Regions from separate parts of the Anas platyrhynchos genome. Here region 1 is linked to region 2. The links are chromatin contacts, called in public Hi-C maps. All regions are on one chromosome and are shown on one strand. The core of a region is the stretch at or near the end of the contact, and the rest is flanking DNA. Distances in the headings are between cores, read along the strand shown. Region 1 overlaps POLA1 (DNA polymerase alpha 1, catalytic subunit). Region 2 overlaps POLA1 (DNA polymerase alpha 1, catalytic subunit).

Region 1 (6,968 bases), core at 582-3,081, 37 kb before region 2:
AGGTAATTAAACTATGAACAGTGTTTGCAGAGGAATTAAGTATCAACTCTAAAAGGATTGTACTCTTCAGTAGAATGCAACTTATTACCAGTCCACAACTACACTAGGAAACTGTATTTCTAATGTATGTCAAAATCCTACAGCAGAACTTACAGTAGGATTTTATCAAGTATTCAGGAATACAAGTAAACCTTGAAGGGGTGGGGGAAGGAGACCAAAATGTATTTTTTGCTAAGTATACAGTCCTCTTGCCTTTCTCACAGCTAAATAAAAGTTAGCATTAACACGACACCTTCCTTTTGCAGATAAGGCAAGATACCAGCTTCTACAGGGTCAGCAACCATGGACTGAAAATCCATCACTAAAAAAGACAGACTGCAAGCCATTGGTCCCTCCTACTCCTTTCAGACAACTCAGTATTCAGAACAAAATTAATTTAGGACTATTCAGCTCATCCAGCTGCTTTGCTAAAATAATTGTAATGCAATTCCTTCAGCTCTCTTCTTTCAACAAGTACATTCTTCTCTTGCATTGTGTCATTGCTCAGCCGTACCCAGGGCCCAGCTCTCCTAAGTCTTGGCAGCTTCTTCATACCAGGATAAGTACTCTCAATTAAGTCAAAAACAATATGTTTCAGTTTTTAAAGATAAAGGAGATGAAATAGGGATATGTTGTAGCGTTCACAAGCCCGTCAGTTTTGCATAAGAGATCCCTTGGCTCATTTAATCCAACTCAGTTTTTATATTTTTAAGCAAATCCAAACTAGAGTATGTATTCATGAAATAACAATATCCAAGTCACTCACATCAGTACCTAGCTACTAAGAGGTCCACATTTCATAAACACATTTAAACACCTGAAAGACAATGATACCAAGCATCCAAAAATCAAGCAGTGGAGTTTTTAAAACATCCATGACTCTGGAGCATCCCTCTGCTGTGTAACAGCAGGTAACATGCTGACATACATTCCACATGTGTCACCTACATTTTTTAATGTTTCCTTAGCACACGCAGTAGACAGCGCTGCCTAAGGAAGGACACTAATTACTTCCAGTCTTCAGCAGCAGAACTTAGCCTGCTTCCTTTTAAATGAGCACAGACACAGCAAAGTATTTTCAGGCCAGGTTACTTCACACGGAAGCGCTAATAAATATTAAGCAGATGGTCAAACACATGGTAAGATGACTAAGAACAGTGTACTGGTATTAAATTAAAATAAAAGGCCTACTGGATTTTATTGTAACAACTGTATTTCCCAGGAGAAGCAGAATTTACCAGCAGTCAGAGAAGATGACAAGGAAATAAAGCTGACTCACTCAAGCTTCATTTAGCAGAAAGCAGCCTCAAGTAATTCCACACTTCCCTACAGAACTCCATCAGGTGAGCTTACCAGCAGAGGGAAAGAAACTATGCCAGTTTTATGAGCTGAAAAACACTAACGACAATAAAGAACTTCCAACTAAAAAGCAAATCCAAAATGTTCTCCAACTAGTTCTATAGAACTCCAAGCAAGCTTTCATCAACAGAGGGCAGGAACTTTCTTATGAGTTTTATACCTGTGGAGGTTTTTATTTTTCTCCAGTTCACGCTCAAGATCAGAGTAACAAGAATGCTGTGGAGAAGTGGCTGGAAAGGCACAGTGATGTCAACGATAATGAGAGGGGAATGGGTTAAAAGCTTCCATGCTTCATGTAGAAGGGTGCCGTAATCCCTTCCCACTTGCATGTGGAAAGGAGCGTGGCACATTCCTCCCACTGCACCGCACACCCAAACACACTTAGGCCATGTTCCTAAGGGCATTTTTGAACTCCTTCCAGCAGCTTAGCTTCAGAGTAAAGGAACGTGACTCAATGTCAGACTTGGGCTCTTCAAAGAGTCACAGTACATGCAACACAGTATACACACATATTTGGGAGTTTCTTGTAGTATTTTGGGGATTGGAAGGAGCTGGTGACTCAATTTCCAAAATCTTCACAGAAGAAAAAAAGCTAAGGTTATCATGTTGAATCAGCAAAGTGAATGACTGGTATGGGGTTATAGACAAAAATAATTCTCAGATGCATGAACAGAATAATTTAATGAAATTTGTAAAGTGGAATTAAATGTATATTTGACACTGATACACTATCATACTTAGATAGTGCATCTCCCCATCCCAAAAGAAAGCCCCACAAAAATTGTCAACAGCCCAGAAAAAAGGAAGTATGTCTCAGTGCAAAGCAGTTCAAAAAAAAAAAAAAACACAAACAAAAAAACAACCACTTCACTGTTCTGGCTGTCACTAAGATGATGTCATCTTAGGAAGTTGTAAAACCATTTACAGGATAAACACCTGAAAACAGAAGGCTCCTCAAATTCCCTGGTCTAACCCACAGTCATTGAATCTGGCACCGCATCTATGAACTGGAAAGACACAGGCTGAGACTGGAACAACAATATTTAACTGCCACCACCAAAGAGTTTTGCAAAAATGACAGGTTCTTCGCCACCAGAACTGTTTTTCTCCTTAAAACAAAGGTTGGATGCATTCTTTAAAATTAATTAGTAATAATTAAATACTAACAAAAATGTGGGGAAATTTTAAGCCATTATATGGAAATGACCAGATGAGCTGAACTGATCATGCCTGTTTTTCCTGACCCTATAAAACCAAATCTATCATAGAGAACTGTTTTAAACTACAATGTAATCTCACTGCAAACAAGCAAACATCAAAACATTTTTCCAGGAGTTGGTTTTCATTGTCATCTCTCAAAACAGTATCTAGCATTCAGCTATCAATAAAGACATTTTTACCTGACAAATGATATATGACACTGTATCTCCTGCCTTCACCTTTCGGCCTCCTTGAGAGTTTATCCACATGGCAACATGCACATGTGGTAAGCTTTTTTTGTCAGGATAATCCTGTGGATCTTTTGTCAAGGCCTAAAAGATCAAAGGAGAAAAGAGAGACATAACTGTGAGAAAAGTATTTTACCTCAGTGATGGACAACTCACAACTTTAAGAGACAAGACTACATGGTAGCCATCTTCATCTACCTACTATCCACTTGTACATTTGCAATATGAAAAAAAAAAAGACATAATAGAGATATAATGCAATCGTTTTCAATTTGAACTAATTGAAGTTGAAAACATTACACAAAATAGAAAAACAGAGCCAGACATTTCACCTTTAGCCCTGCAGCAGTTCAGGTTATAAAGCAGATCTGATTATTAAGCAGGTAAGTGTATTTTAACAAGCTCTGTATCAAATGACTGCATTTAAACATTTCCATGCATCTCGTACTACTGAGATTTAACTCAGTAAGCTGTATATAAACTGTATTGCTATATTTAAATATTTACCCTTATCCTAATTCTTAAAAACAACTTACACATTCGACTAAATAGGGAAATACATAAATTATCTCAGAATTAGTAAAACAGGAAAATTCTGCATTTAAAAGTGAAAACTATTCCATAGGTATTATTGGGACACTAAGTACTGTGACAATATTTGCAGTAAGAAGTGTGTAAGAAATGGATGACAAAATTTTTACATAAACCATAAAACCCACTGTTTTATCTAACAGTCTGATGACAACCTGAACACATTTCTTAACTGATTTATTAACACTGTCTTACAGAACAAATGACCAGCTGGCAAAAGAAAGACACTCTAGATGAAGTAAATTTAGGATATCTGTTTCACAGAACCATGAGAGGAGCATATAATACCCCATTTATTAATCAAACACCCCTGGCAAGTGGGAGAATTTTGAAGACCAAAATATAAGTTTAATTGAGGATTCATAAAAATAAACCAAAAACATACTTTTTGCTAAAAATCCTGTAGATAAAGCAGAGTATTTCACTTCTTGCTGTAGTAAAGTCTTGAGTAAGATCTCTAAGCGAGTATTAGTTTCCTTCTATGGAGCTTTAAAAGGAAACAAACTGACAACACTATGCTTTTATATGGGTTTTCTATAAAACAGAACACTTGGTTCTTTTCATCGTTTTCTTCTGTTTAAGTATTTTCAACCAGAAATACAAAATAATGATTTGGGAGAAAACTTTTGAAAGCACAGCCTTTCCCGTAATTGTCAAAGTCCAGAACCAGTGGACAGGAGAGCAGGATGGGACATGAGACAGCTATTATTCTGAGAAAGCAAGACCAGCTTACAGCTCAACAAGGTGTTTTCACTTATATTGTAGGATCTCCGCAGTATGTTCTATGCTATTCGGTATCTCACAGAGCAGGATACCAATCCTAGGAATTTTCAGAACAGAAATTATTCTGTAATTCTGTTCTCTCATTGGGAGTATGTAGTCAAGCTTTTGCATACAACAGTAAACACTGTGCTGACAGCCAAGACGAAACATCAGTGAAAAAGAGCAGTATAAATACAATAAAAATAAATAAAACTACTGTTTAAAATAGAGAGGGTTTCTAAATATATATAAAAAACACACAATAAGCAGCTAAGGAGAACAAACACACAGGAAAAAACAAATTGTCAGACAGCAGCAGACTTCAGATTGCTTGAAAAGATGCCCCCCATAGGAAACAACAATTAATATGCGTGCACAGGTTTTTATTTTGTGGTAAATAAGTTTAATTTGTTATACAAGAGATCCACATAGTAGCTATGTACTGAAAGAAGTCTATGCCCTTTGCACATACAGACAGGTTGGAGAGAAGCCCTAAGGCCAAGTCCAACCATTAACTTAGCACTGCAAAGCCTACCGCTAAACCATTTCACAGCATCATAAGGATTAAAAAGATCTTTATCAGGAGTCAGTAGCAGGAACAGTAAAGCTTCCTGAGACACAAAAGAGCTGAAACTTCATTTACCTTGTTTATTTCATACTGATTTACTGGGATCCGGCCATTCATCACGTTTTCTCCAATTTCTATAAGCCGCCTTTGAATGTTTTCCACAATTATGTCTCGGGGCTGATCAGAAAGAATCTGACCAATTACATAGCTGCAAAAACAGTTCAGAAATCAAGAAAAGCTTAAAACACGCAAAACCATTACAGCAAACACATTCCTCCCTTCCCATGGGTTACCTCTACAAGTTAAGGAAACTGAGGATGAAGTCTGATCCAAAATTTATAGCAATTTGCCTGGATATATATTTTCTGTTGTGTTTTATTTTATTTATTCATTTATTTTACTAAGCAAATTATTGTAAATAGTTCTAATGTTAAACGGTGGTCTGGAATTGCTGAGTCCAACTAGATTCCATTTTCTGTTCCATTTTGCTTTGCCATTTATTATTGCAAAGCAGGTATCTGAAATGGGGGAACCGAGGAGAAGAGAGAAGAGAACACACAAAGTTAAAGCAAGCAAAGTCTTGCCTATTTCTGTAAAATGTGGTTGGGAAGATCTGCCAGCTGCAGAAGAGTTAGTCACTAAAGAACACTCTCAAACATTTGTATAGCTTTAATTACTAATACATTCCTAACTTGGAAAATTTTGCTTCTATTATGATGCGTCTTTTCTTAGAAAATGCAAGTCTTAAGAACAGTAAGCAAGTGTGTGGTGTATTTTTACAAATGTAAAAAAGTACTCATTTTTAGATGCATTTGGACCACAATTTAAGTTTTCAAGAGGCAGCATGCAACGTAAGTTGAGTCAGTCCCTTGATGACCATCTCTCCATCCACTCCAGGGCGATTTTTCCTACATTGTTAAAAGTATTATCTCCACTGAAGTTGAGCATAAAAATGTCCTGTGCAATAATTCATAAATCATCAATCCACTATCCATCATAATGTAGTATCAGAAAAGCTTCATTTGAAAAATGGAAGACAAACAGTCCTATGGAAAGCTATCTTCTCTCTTGTACACTTTGGACTGCTTTCTTAGAGGATGCTGAGACAGTCAACCACCAATTTCTTTTGCCATCTTTGAAAAAAAAAATCTGAACCTATGACTGCAAACACTAGTAGCACCTTCCATTTTCACAAGATTGCAGCTGTGGTTATTATACTACATATAAAAATTGCAACAAATCAAATCCACTGCTTCCACAGAAGCTGTGAAGACAGTGGAGCTAGTGACACCTGGACTTGCAAAATCATGATCTGTAACTAGTGCCAGAATGTACTGTTTACCACCTCCTACACCAATCAGTTGAGATACCCCAACTCTGATGTTTGCTACCGACCTACACAGGACAGGAAACAGCCACGTGTTATCAAATGTTTATGAAGCACGTACTGTTTAGAACAGCAAAAAGGACAATACCACAAAAAGAAACTCACTTTCCAGTTTCTTTTGCAAGATCACACCAATCTCTTCGGACTATATCCAACCCTTTCAGTTCTTGTTTAGTTACGTATTTCCCATCCCCTGTTGGTTCCACAGTAAGAGCAGCGTATTTCTTCTTCTTTAACAACAGCAAGGACTTGAAGACTCCATCAATATCAATCTCCAACAATTTATACAGCTTGTTCACTTCATTTTTGATCTGTGAATGCACCAACATTAAAACCAAATGCAACACTTTAACTGTGGACAAATTTAACTTTCACAGAATTAAGTTTAAAACAATTAACATTACGCACCATGTGTTTGTAGACGCCTTTTAAAGACTCAGCAGAATCATTAATTGTGAAATAAGCTGCACAGTAATCACTACTATTAAAGTTAAGGTTCCCCCACTGGTTTCCTAAGGATTTACAGCTTGGTATATCTACCTCCCTAACACAATTAAGCAGAGCAGAGAAGCAGGGTACTGAATGTGACCTTGCAGATAACAGAATTAGGCCCTTCTTATTATGGCAACTACTTCACCTAGAATCTCAAATCAATTACACAACGGGTTTCAGGGTAGGAACAGATAAAAGATGGTACCTTGGAATACAAAACCTCCTTTATAAAAAAGGTACTTTGCAATTCTTGACAGCACAAACTTAAAAAGGCACTCCCCCTTCCCTGGGACAGGTGGGAGCCCTATGGCTGCATCCCAGA
Region 2 (6,522 bases), core at 840-3,339:
CCTTAGGGTAATTACCCTTTTTCTGGACAACTGTTCTGCAGGTTCCCTTTACTTGAACAAAAAGCTGTTTGTACCTGGAGATCTTCTGCATCACAATCACAAACCTTTCTTACGCAGGTCTTCCAGGAAACGTGACCTTGAACTTCAGCAAAGCAGCTCAGCACACAGTCCCGCTCTCCTGATAACTTCCATTCATTTAAACCCACCAATTTCTGGTCCATTCCACGAACAAGGCAAGCAATTATAAAGAAAGCATTAACTTAAGGAGGCTTAATCAATCTGAGATGAATCAGTGAAGCAACTGTTTGGCTACAACTGTCTACTCCTATCTCAGTAGGACTCGGAAACTTTGGTGATTTTTTTTACGTCTTAAAAAACAACATACAGAGCTTCCCAACGTCATTACCCAAATTTTAAGTGTTTCTCCAGTCTCATGTAATCACCAAGCCTAGCACAAGCTCAGCTAGATATGGCTGCTGGGAGGTAGTACCTGCAGTAAGGTTCAAATGACAACCTAAAAAAATATTTTTTTTCCCCATAAGACTGTCAGTTAGAACTATGAAAACACAAAAGACTAGACATGAGAAAGATAAAGGGAGCTGTATTTTTTTTTTTAATTTTGCTAAACCAAGTGTTAAAATGGGATTTTTAGTTGCTCAAATCAGCAAATGCACGCAAGTATCAAATTGTAGACCAGATATCAACACATATAATCTAACCCTACTCCCTGAAACCTTACCCAGTAAGTCTGATAAAGGGCATAGCCTGAAGCTGAAGACAACACTACCACCAGCAACACCTCCTGCATTATATTATGTAAAGCCCCTGGAATGAAAATAAAGAGAGCAAATGTAGGTTAGGCTTTCACATGCATTTCAACCATTTATCAAACTCTAAAATTTGGAGGGGATTTATTTCATTCATTATTCATTTCAGTGCTTTGGCACTGCCTCCTCTCTTCTGCAGAGGAAGTCTGAAGAAATTAGTTTAGTCTATAGGCCTGACTTACAGCTTTCTTTGCGTCAAACCTTGCCTACCTACATTAAAAAAGTCTGCATCAAGTAACACATCTCACCTTGCTGAACTATGTCTAGCTTTCAAGAACCCTTTGTTCCAAGCAGAATTCTTGATGTCACGTATCAGAACATCCTGTATTCTAACAAGTGTGCTGTACCAACAGCAGTAGAAACAGTCTGCCTCCCACAGATAAACAGAGGTCTTGAACAAACCACCTCATCTGAGAATAGCATAAGCTGTTCATGTACATCTTCTAAATTAAGCCAATGAATCCTGGTATAGGCCCAGCAAAAGGCCATACATGCAAGAGACCACAGGACAATCTATGCAGCAAAACTGACCTTCTAATAACGTGCATTTCACAACAGAGAGCTTTTGCACAGTGGGCAACGTTCCCAGGAAATACACGTGAATGCTGGTTGTGAGATCAAAGTGTCACATTTTTGAGAACAGTATGAATATTTAAGTCTTGTGGGAAACAGACACTTCAGTTAGATCATTTTTCTATACTCTTAGGAGTACAGGAGTGCTTGAAAAGGAAAATGGATTTTCTCCCTTAATTTGACGTCTCATATTCTGAACATTTTATTAGCATCTAGTTATCTAAAACCATGGTTTCTAGAATAGGCCGAAGTCCAATTTAAGATAAATGAGTGAGGCAATAATATCCTGAAGCACAACTTCTGTTAAGTCTCAAAAACCCAAATATTTTATGGCAAGCTACCAACGCACTAAGAAAACACATACTGCAGAGACTTACGGTGCTAACAAATACACAGGCTAGAGAAAAAATTAAACAGCAGTTAGCACTGGTATTCCTCCAACCTTAATAGTGGGTATTAGAAAACGTACTTATTTGAAAATGGAACTTAATCAGTTTACAAATGGAGCTGTGTTGTTGCAAAAGCAGACATCTTCAGGGTGGAGCTCCTGTGCTCCTACATACCTCTTCTATGAGGCATCTCCATGCCTGTACTCAGAGAAAAGAACCACAAAAGATGTTTTTTTTTTTTGAATCTCATAATTCCTACAATATTATAGGCAGGATGAAATTATTTCTTCAGTTATTCTAAAGCCAAAGTGTGGCAAACTCTCTGAATTCACATATGCCCACCATTTTATGGCATACGCGAGTCCTTCCTGTTGCCACTGGATGTGGACAGACATTTCCACCTCTCCTAATCCTGAGGGACCAGCTCTCACCCAACACACGTGGCTCCTACAAGGGCACGTACTGCTACATTTCAGATACTCTGAAAAATATGCCAGAGTCCTTGCTCCTTAAAGTCTCCTCATACCCCGGCTCTCAGTTTTACCACGATTTTGAGTGAGGAGTATCTTGCTGTTACCTAGGCAGCCACGTTAAGATTCAAGCAAAAGCTGTATCTTTTGGCAACACGGGAACAAAATGCAAGATAGGAAACCATAAGAAGAAATAAAAGTACAGGAGGAGGAAAAACACAAACAAATAAAAACCCCAAGTGTTCATCCTATTAACACTAATCCTACAGTTTCACAGTCAGGTGTGAGCAGGAAAAAGGCTGGTGATGCTTGACCCCTTGTATCTCATACTGGGTCTGCCCCCAATTTCTGACCTCCTCCTTTCTATCAGCTCTAAGAGCATGCAGTGAGTCACTGAGTCATTGATCCAACAAAAATCAATTTGGTTTTCCCCTAGAGTTAGTTTTCAAGTCAGACCACCAGGCTGATCCAACTCACCATGTGGCCATGCAATTGCTAGAACCCATCCATGGAAATCAGCAGTCAGGAAGTGAAAGGCACCACACCTCCGGTGACAGCACAATCGTAAAATAAGCAGCCGCAAAAAATAAAGCCTCTGTATCCCTCCAACTTGCTGTACCTCTCACATCTGATCAACCTTCCTCAACATTTCTAAGTGAACATCCATTGCATAAAACCTTTCTGTTCGTTAAAGAACACCACCCAAAAATAAAATAAAATGAAAACTCTCCTTCAAGCTGATTTCCTTCTCACACTGAATATTCTGGCCATGGTTTTTAATTGAAATATTTCATTTCCTCTCTTTGGAGATACAGAAGTCTTTATCAGACCAGATGCCATCTCACGCACTTGACTTAAAATAATAATATTCAATTTCAACAAATGTTAAGATGTTCCACAATTTTTCTACTACTTGGCACTCAGTTTGCATTTTCAGATTGTAAGCAGCCTTTCCCTCAAAATGTCTATTGTAACTTGCTTTGGATATTAGCATGCAGAAGAATGTACACAGCTTTTCTACTGGCTCACAATTGCATAGATAACGATCAATTTAACAATAGTGAGCACTGGTTTGACACCAACAGCTTCCATTTCGGGACACTGCAACAACTTCGCGCTACTTCTCGGAAGATTTCAGTTTGTCATTTCTATATTTAAAAGCAATTAAGAAACTCTTTGCCTAGACTTTTGTTACCAAGTTCTAAGTCTTCCAAAAATGTAACGCTGATAATGTATTCCTTGTTTAAATATAGATGGCATGCTTAGATGAGAATTTCGGAGGCTCCTTTCCCTCATCTAACATTCCCGTTTCTTCCATGCTACTACATGGAAGAAACCAGGTACCTGACAATTGCCCCACTCACATGACAGTTTATGCAGTCTGCTTAACAAAGGCTGTAGAAGCTATTAAGAGAAAGAACATGATGATCAATTTACCTGGATGAACAAGACTTGGAAAAAAAAAAGCACAGATGCCTGGATTTATTTTTATTTTTTTTTACACAATACAATTACAACAGACAGCCATTAGCCTGCTTACCTACCCTTCCTTATTTTTTTATTTTACTTTAAGTGAGCTCATCTTTCTCCACTTTGTCTTTCTCCTCCCTCATCCTTTCTTTTCCCAGACTGCTGCAATAACATGCTTTTATTCATTCCTTTTGACTGCCAGGGCCTTAAACTAATTATTAATTGAGAATGTATCTAAGGATCTCAATGAGAAAGTTGGAATTAGCCCAATTGCCTTTCTCCCCCTTCTATTTTGCATACTGTAACAGCAGATCTACCTGTTAGCTTGGCTGAAAACAGCAAATGTGTGATTTTCCTTTCAAAAGCAAGTTTGGTGGCGACATGGGCAAAAATGCGTAACAATGAAAACCAATGTAGAAAAATTAAAGGCCATGGTTTTGAGTGATAGCCATTAGCAACCACCCTGTCTACAGATAAAACTGTCTCAATAACTTTGCTGTCCTGTAAGAAAATCCTGCAGTAGAGGGCATCCTCAGTTTGGGAAATCAGACAACTGACACTTCATCAAAAGACTTGTCCTTTAAAGAGGCTAGAAAGGCATGACCTTACACTGCCTGCTAGTGCAGGGCTGGCTGGCTGTACAACACCAACTCATCTTGTTTCCAGTTGTTAAATTACATTAAAGGACATCTAAAAATATATTAAATATTTTCCTATTACTTTTCCATGCAAGCAACTGCTGTCGTTACAACAAGAGCAATGCCCAGGCAAACGCTTAGTAACAGAGAAGGGGGCAGGGGAAGCCCAGAATCCTTCTAATGAATCTTTCTAATCACTCTCGATCAATAACGTATCGTTTGGATTACAAATACAGAATTTTTTTTTTTAATCTTTAAATTTGTTGTAAGAACAAGAACTGAGATGTTTCTAACAATCAAAATAGGAGAACATTTATTTCTTCCGAAAAGGTAAAATGGATCTGAGCTATGGTTTTAACTCCCCCATCCTAAATTTTTGCTCATTTTTTTCTTCAAAATACATTGATAATTGCCCTGTCTACTTTTGATATACAATACATTAAATTCAGAGAAATTTCACATTGACACAACCCCACCTTCCCTGCTGGAGATTACCCACAATTGAACAAATAAACAAACAAACACAGAAGACCCATCTGAAAAAAAAAACACACATATATAGCCAACATTTAAAACACTTTGTGACAAAAATGAAAGCCTTAATTGATTAATGATCTCAAGGTCTCTATCGCCATCTAGTGAAAAATCCCTTCCATTACTACACTACCCAGATAAAACATACCTCCTTCAAAGGAATGAGTGAGGCACACCAATTGCTCTTCTAGATCCAGCCTATGTATGACCGGAGCTGTAAGACTTTCGTATGTTCCTGCTGCATGTTACAAGGTAAATAAAGTTCAAGCACTATCACATATCTCACTAAGGTTGACTGATGACAGCTGAGCTCTTAGGGGAAATTTTGTCAAAGGTTTACAGATGACCCTGCCCTAGCACTGTGATCTGACTTTATAAATGCCACTTTTCCTATGTTGCATTTAACAATTCTGCTATTACATTAACATGAACATGTCATACACTAACACAGCGTAAAAGAAGATCTTAAGCTAGCAACGTATAATCACAAGTTTTAGTCATCATAAGGAACTCAGTGGTAGTTCCACTACATTCGATGCATTGGCACAGCCAAACCACAAAACAAAGTTACCGTCCACGAGAGGCAATCCAAAACACTCAGCACTACACACCTGCAGTACCCAGCCTTCCTATAGCCATGGGGTCTTCAGTCACGCAACTAGAAAGCAGCAGTTCATAGAAGTCAATGCTTATTCTCTATCAGCTATGCTAGAACTGAATGCTGTGGTGAGCTTTAAGAACTTCAATTTGAAATGTACATTCCCTGCTTTGAATTATTCTGTTCAGACTTATGGTTGAACTATAATTTTATAAAAAAAAAAATATTAATTTCACTTTTCATCCTGTACAGTACTTTTCCCACTTATACATATACATTATATGTATTAGAGACATCTGCAAACCTACCTGCATTTTCCAGATCCTCACCAAAAAAATAAAAAATAAAAGAGCTACTGATTATTGATCATCATAAGCGGCCACTAAAGTTTAGAACATTAACATTTTTTCTTCAATAGTTATTTTTTAATTTACCTTTTCATATGGAAGAGCCAAATCCCCTGATACTTAACATTCACCTATTCTATATTAGCATTTACTGGTAAGAGGAAACCTGTGAATGGAAAAACTAAAATAAAGTTAGAGGAACATTTTTGTAGATTAACTATTCCAACTAATAAAAATAAACCAGAATGCTAAGGGGTCATCTCGTGTCATCTTTTATGGCAGAAAAGCACTAGTCAAGAAATTAGGAACTTATAAAGTTGTATCCATTTACTGACTACCTACATACAAATGCCAGCTTCCATAACAGAGCATATACAATGTATTTCATCACAATCTATTATACTTACACAGAAGTACAAAACTACAGATCGCTCTGAAAATTCTCAAGTTTTCAAAAGTTTGTTATCTCCACAGCATCCAGAATAACAAGTACTAACCTACTTCAAAGACCACTAAAAAAGAACTTAAAACTAAAAACTTTAGCCCTACAGGAGGTGCTGTACCAGAAGAGACCTACCACAACGTTAATACTCCACTGATCGCAGCACCAGTGCTGTCAGTTGAAGCCTGGCTCCTGCGAACATCCACAGCAGCTCTGCGCTGTGCTCCCTGCAGC

Evidence for each region. Hi-C and Micro-C count contacts between places; a contact is called where the count stands out from the background.
Region 1: a Hi-C map of liver shows a contact between it and region 2, with 2.8 times the contacts expected there. The contact joins two enhancer-like sites. A contact is called at or near these places in 3 of 8 Hi-C or Micro-C datasets (liver, skeletal muscle and small yellow follicle).

What each region holds. Positions count from the first base shown.
Region 1 is chr1:116,816,119-116,823,086 of IASCAAS_PekinDuck_T2T, reverse strand. POLA1 (DNA polymerase alpha 1, catalytic subunit) reads right to left here. Exons shown (of 37, transcript XM_027449032.3): 29 at 6,260-6,465; 30 at 4,843-4,975; 31 at 2,799-2,930. Among named protein-coding and RNA genes, the nearest start is that of POLA1, 75 kb to the right of the region's middle. Within about 2 kb of position 1,831, at least 2 of the 8 cell types and tissues checked have an H3K27ac peak or open chromatin away from gene starts, as enhancers often do.
Region 2 is chr1:116,780,023-116,786,544 of IASCAAS_PekinDuck_T2T, reverse strand. The region is part of intron 26 of POLA1 (DNA polymerase alpha 1, catalytic subunit); the gene reads right to left. Among named protein-coding and RNA genes, the nearest start is that of POLA1, 38 kb to the right of the region's middle. Within about 2 kb of position 2,089, at least 1 of the 8 cell types and tissues checked has an H3K27ac peak or open chromatin away from gene starts, as enhancers often do.